2 separate regions of the Mus musculus genome follow, and region 1 is linked to region 2. A link is a contact called in public Hi-C data. All regions are on one chromosome and are shown on one strand. The core of a region is the stretch at or near the end of the contact, and the rest is flanking DNA. Distances in the headings are between cores, read along the strand shown.

Evidence for each region. Hi-C and Micro-C count contacts between places; a contact is called where the count stands out from the background.
Region 1: a contact with region 2 is called in a Hi-C map of regulatory T cells, with 2.3 times the contacts expected there. The contact joins two enhancer-like sites. A contact is called at or near these places in 1 of 15 datasets of contacts at CTCF or cohesin (large pre-B cells), 3 of 484 Hi-C or Micro-C datasets (CD4 T cells, pro-B cells and regulatory T cells), 1 of 115 datasets of contacts at active chromatin or transcription factors (bone marrow-derived dendritic cells) and 2 of 9 other capture datasets (adipose tissue and liver).

Annotation. Positions count from the first base shown.
Region 1 is chr1:87,946,431-87,949,465 of GRCm38.p6, forward strand. It overlaps Usp40 (ubiquitin specific peptidase 40), which reads right to left. Exons shown (of 32, transcript NM_001198573.1): 31 at 2,072-2,166; 32 at 1-277. The coding sequence ends at 166. Among named protein-coding and RNA genes, the nearest start is that of Usp40, 61 kb to the right of the region's middle. Within about 2 kb of position 1,556, at least 19 of the 459 cell types and tissues checked have an H3K27ac peak or open chromatin away from gene starts, as enhancers often do. A contact at or near this core is called in regulatory T cells, where this site is marked.
Region 2 is chr1:87,688,698-87,691,654 of GRCm38.p6, forward strand. Inpp5d (inositol polyphosphate-5-phosphatase D) reads left to right here. Exons shown (of 27, transcript NM_010566.3): 10 at 2,928-2,957. Among named protein-coding and RNA genes, the nearest start is that of Gm33470, 35 kb to the right of the region's middle. Within about 2 kb of position 1,409, at least 23 of the 459 cell types and tissues checked have an H3K27ac peak or open chromatin away from gene starts, as enhancers often do. A contact at or near this core is called in regulatory T cells, where this site is marked.

The DNA.
Region 1 (3,035 bases), core at 306-2,805, 260 kb after region 2:
CTTGTTTGGTCTGAGAAGTGCCATCCCTTCGCCTATCACAAAGCTGAAGACTTGAGATCACTAGCTGTGGAGGCAACCAGCTTGTCCACCATAAACCCACAAGGTGTCTGTCATAGAACTGACAGGATGCTTCTGTCTGAAGCACAGGAAATACTGCTGCAGGGGCTATCTGAAGCTTGCAACGTGGATGGACAGAGAAGCTTCTGGTCCCCGGAACCTAGCGGGCACCCCTGCATTGGAGAACAAATCGCTGCTCTGTGCACGGTGGACTTCTCGGCTGTGGGAGACAGAAGGTATCACTGATACACAATCATGGGTGAGGGCTTATAGAGTTGTTTTTTGTTCATTTAAAATTTATTTTTATGTGCATGAGTATTTTACCTGCATGTCTACTACCTGTGGAGGTCAGAAAGAGGGCACTGGATCCCCTGGAACAGGGGTTATAAATAGTTGTAAACCACCATGTGTGTGCTGAGAACTGAAGTTAGGTCCTGTGCAAGAGCAGCAAGGGCCATCTCTCCAGCCCCTGTGTTGAGGGTACTTAGAATGGCTCCCAAATGAATTCCAGATACTAGGGCTCAAGGTAGAATAGGATTTTCAAGTTGGACAGATGTCTTCCTTCCTGTCTTCCTTCCTTTCTTCCTTCTCTTTTGTTTTGTTTTGTTTTGTTTTTTTGAGACAGGGTTTCTCTGTGTAGCCCTAGCTGTCCTGGAACTCACTCTGTAGACCAGGCTGGCCTCAAACTCAGAAATCCGACTGCCTCTGCCTCCCAAGTGCTGGGATTAAAGGTGTGCACCATCACCGCCCGGCTGATCAGATGTTTTTCAACTGCCCATGTGAGGCCCCAGTTTACTCTCAGGTGAGAATAGGGTTCCCCACATCCTGGCTAAACATTGTTAATAGGCAGCTGTGCACAATCCTTTCACAGCAGAGTGACCTTTTTCTCCCTCACATTTTTAATTGAAAACATTCACAGTGTACCCAAATCATACCCACATACCTATATGACAGTTCAGGTGGCTCCATTTTGCTCCCTCGGTCCCTGTTCCCAGAGAACCACCTCTCTGACCACTTAGCAAACTAGTCTTCACTGTGACTTCCAGACACAGTCACGGTACTGTGACTCCTGGGTCTGGTATTTACAATGTACAGTACCCTCTTCAGATGGCTCCAATGAGACCCATGCTAAAGCTGAGCTCAGGCTACTGCATTTTCTCATGTGTCTGCCAAAAGTGCGTTTGTGAGGGTGTTGCTGTGTGACAGGTGTGTGCTCCCCAGGAGTAAGAAGCTCCTCCAAAGTGGTGTTCCAGCTCCACACCTGCTAGCAAAGCCACGACCTAGGCACGGTCTGCTCACCAGTGTGGCGTCATTTCAGCAGCCTAAATGGATGTGTAGTGGTTTGAATTGATGTGTGACTGATGAATGAGCTTAACTGAACATTTCCTGTATGCTGACAAGCTGCTGCACTTCCCTTCTGCTCAGGCTTATCACCAATGTATTTTTGGCTTGTTGGCTTTTCTACCAGAAGGCATATTTACACCAGTAGCCATAGCTTTTGACCTAGCCGCCGTGCTTAGAGACATGCTTTACAGATAACCCAGGATCGTTGTTGGCAGCCACCATGAGGTTCACTCACATATGGCAGAAGAGTGCCATGCTCCCACCATTTGTTATGGGCTGTCAGTGATGTAGGGCAAGCATGCTCTCTGAAACGCTATGTAGGTGACAGTGATGCTGGTCCCTATGAAGGTGAACGCACAATGAACTCCTTTGGTGGCTTTTGAGTCTGAAAGCCTGTAATAACATTAAGCATAAAATATAAGATGGAAGAAAGTGGGAAGCAGTGCAGGCTGGTGAGAATGCAGTATTCCAATAGCATGCAAATGGGAGATGCCGGCTGAACACATGTTCTAGCTCTACACAGTGATGAAGATGACAGCTGACCTGGAACACTGCTGGGTGACAACTAGGGCCCTGCAGAAGATCAGGTGAGGTGTCTGGAAAGGGAGTGATATGCCAGGTCTGCATCCCTAGTGGCCTTGAGTGGACCACGGCCAAGCCTTACACTCACCTTTTCTTTTTTTCCAAAGCTAGCCGCTTCTGGTTCTCCTTTCCAATGTCATCTCTGATTGTGCTGAAATCATCATTGTCATCAAACAGGAGATTCTACATTTCAAAACAATAAAGACCAAGGTTTTCAGTGTGGTCTACATTTAGAACAGGCAGATAGTAAACTATCCAAACTAAAAAAAAAAAGAAGGTACTCAAACTTAACTGGTTTTTGAAAAATTCTAAATTTTTTTTCAGTCAGTATTTGTATTTATGTGTATATGTGGGGGGCATAGGCATAACATGCGCATGCTACAGCACACATGTGGAGATCAGAAGACAACTCTGTAGAGACCATTCTATCCTTCTTATGGGTGGGAGGGTGGCCCAGCAGGTAAGAGTACCTGTGGCTCAAGCTGCAAGCTTTTGTTCTAAGAGGGGGACCACCAGGGCTTGCTGGCCAGCAGCCTATTTCCAGCTTCAGTGAGAGAATAAAGTGGAAGGTGTTAGAGCGGGATACCCAACATCCTCCACTGCATACACAGGTGTTCACAGCTACACACACAAATGAATAAAAATAGCTCTGCTATTAAAGTCCAGACTGGCCTGAAACTTAGAATGCTCCTGCCTCCAACTCCTAAGTGCTGAGATTATAGGTATAAGCTACCATGCCAAGCCGTTTGCTTGTAAGTATTTTACTTAAGAGTTAGGTTTTTATGTTTCTTGAGTGTGATGGTTCATATTACCAGCCAACTTGACAGAATGTAGAGGCAGCCTGTGGGGGATGGTCTTGACTGCCTTACCTGGGGTGGGAACCTGCTTACTATGGGTGGCGTCATTCTCTGGACACAGGATCCTGTGCTGTACAGAATGAAGAGCTGAGCAGCAAGCATGAAAGCTCATCACTCTACGTCCTGACTATGGTTGTCATGTGACAAGGTGCCTCAAGCTCCCGTCACTGTGGCTCCACCATGATGAGCTGCAAT
Region 2 (2,957 bases), core at 159-2,658:
ATCCAAAAAGAAATAAACAGATTTTCAAAGTAAAAATTTTAAAGGACTGGAGATACATCTCTGTTGTCCAGTGCTTATCAATCATATGCGGGCCCCTTGTACTGCCGAAATAAAATAAAAACAACCAGAAATTAAAAACTTGAGGGAAGGAAGCTCTTAGAAGGTGGGTTTGGTTTGGGTTTTTGAGCCAGAGTCTAATGCTACCTCGGTTGCCTGGCAGCTTTCCCACAAGAGTCATATGGAGGTACTCAATGCCCCCACCTCTGTCAGTCATGACAAGTCTACCAGGGACTTTGAGGAGGGTGCTCAAAGTGGTTATTTGTTTGTTTAGCTAATTAGTTTTGTAATCACAGTAATCAAACCCAAGGACCTATGCATGTCAGGCAAGTGGTAGCCAAGGAACTCACTCCTCATCCTCCTGCCTCTACCTCCCAAGTGCTGGTTATGGCGTCTGCCAGTAGGCCTAGCTCCAGGGAAGGGCTTCTCAAAACAAAACAAAAACACTCCAATAGCAAAAAATGACAAATGGGATTTTATAAAATTAAAAAACTCTGACCAGCAAGGGAAACAGTTAGCAGAGTGAAGAGACAGAATGGGAGAAAGTCTTTGCCAGTCACACACTGACAGGGGATCAATGCCAGTGATGGCGGCACACCCGCGTTTATCAGAGCGACATTTGTTATAGCCAAGTTATGGAACTGACCTTGGTGCCCAACATTGAAGGAAGAAAATGTTCCTGAACATCATGGGAGGAGTATTACTCAGCCATAAAGAACAACACGATACTATTTACCAAAAATGGATGGGACTGGGGGGTGAGGGGGTACAATTAGGGAAGAAAGGGACCAGGACAGAAACAAAGAGTAACTGTGGAATGATCAAAGAGTGAATGAAGAGGTTACAATGAATAGATATGTTAATATATGCTCATTTAAAAGTCAAACATGTTTTAGAAAATAATTCTTGGAAAGCTACTAGAGATGTTACCAGAATGAAGGTGTAAACAAAGAGAGAGGGAGACAGAATGAGAGAGAGAAGGGTCCAAGGAGAGGGACAAAGGAGTAGATGCCAGGGTGCTGAAGGAGGAAGGTTTCCAACAGGCCTCAAAGTCAGCAGACCTAGAGGCTGTGGGAAAGCACTTACTCATAGGACAGACAGCAAAGTGCTTAGTCATGTGGGGAATGAGAGGGGAGTCTGAATGGAGGAAAGCACATAGCAGGGGGTTAGGAGGGTAGCTTAGCATGCAGTGTGACCCTCCGTACCACCAAAAAAGAAAAGAACATGGTCATTGTACAGTTATAAACCCAGGAAAGGCCAATATAATATGCCTTTTCTCATACTGCCCATACTCACCCCATACTCCTCCCTCTAACTCCTCTCAGACCCACCCTCACCCCCTCCCTCCTCCCAACTTCCTGTCATCTCACTGAGTCCCTGTGATGGTTTGTATATGCTTGGGCCAGGGAGTGGCACTATTAGGAGGTGTGGCTTTGTTGGAGTCTGTACCCTGTACCATCACAGTGGGTGTGGGCTTTAATACCCTACTCTTAGCTGCCTGGAAGTGAGTATTCTGCTAGCAGCCTTCAGATGAAGATGTAAAACTCACTCCTTCTGCACCATGCCTGCCTGGCTGCTGCCATGTTCCTGCCTTGGGTGATAATAGACGTAACCTCTGAACCTGAAAGCTAGCCCCAGTTAAATGTTGTCCTTATAAGAGTTGCCTTGGTCATGGTGTCTGCTCATAGCAGTAAAACCCTAACTAAGACAGAAATTGGTATGTGCTCCTGGGTATGAGACCATCCCCTGGGACCTGGCACTACCTGGAGCTACATCCTTAAGAAACTTGACTTTCTCTCCCCAGCAGTCATCTGCCAATAGTTCCTCAGCTAGGGGAGGGGCTCATGGGCCCAACTCAGGGAAACGTTTTTAAGTTACATAGGAAAAAGAACAACCAGGACTGGTCTGTCAGGAGCCTTGTCGTGGTCACAGTGACATAAGCATTGAGTGTTTATGTAGCTAAAATACAACAATAAACCAGGTGGTCATGCATGCCTTTTATTTATGTTTCTATTTTTTAAGAAACATGAGATAAAGTTAAAAGAGTTCATTGAAAAACTTGAAATTAGGGCTGGAGAGATGGCACAACAGTTAAGAGCACTGACTGCTCTTCCAGAGGTCCTGAGTTCAATTCCCAACAACCACATGGTGGCTCACAACCATCCATAATGAGGTCTGACACCCTCTTCTGGTGTGTCTGACAGCTACAGTGTATTCATATACATAAAATAAATATATCTTTTAAAAAAAAAACCTTGAAATTAGTTGCCTTCAGGGGGCAGGACATTGGAGGGAGCAGAGTGGAAAGATACTATTGCCAACAACAACAAATCTTAAAGAATAATTTGATTCATTTTTAATTTTATCCTTATTATTTTTAATTATGTATGAGTGTATGCCTGGGTATGTGAGGTGCTCCAAGAGACCAAAGGAGTCGCCTGGAGCTGGAGTTCCAGGTGGTTGTGAGCTGCCTGATGTAGGTGCTAGGAATTGAACTTGGATCCTCTGAAAGAGCAGTACATGTTCCTAGCTGCTCAGCCGCCTCTCCAGCCCCTCAATTTTTGATCTAAAAAAAAAGTTGAAAGCTACAAATTTTCTGTGAATTTTTCACAAATTAAGCAAGACAGAGAAAAGGTAGGGAGGTGAAGTGGCATGGAAGGAGAAGGAGAAAAGGATGGACAGTCTCATGGTGTGTGGAGCAAAGCTAACTCTAGCTGGTTCTGGGTACCACACTTTAAAATGAGCCCCCAGGGCTTAGCCCAGGTATGTGGGGGCCAGATTGGGGCTTGGGTGCCTCGGGAGCAATGGACAGTGGACATAGCGGATAAAGAAACAAATGCATGAATCCATAAACTTCTGTTTTTCTGAAGTCCTGCAGCTCATTAAGTCCCAGAAGTTTC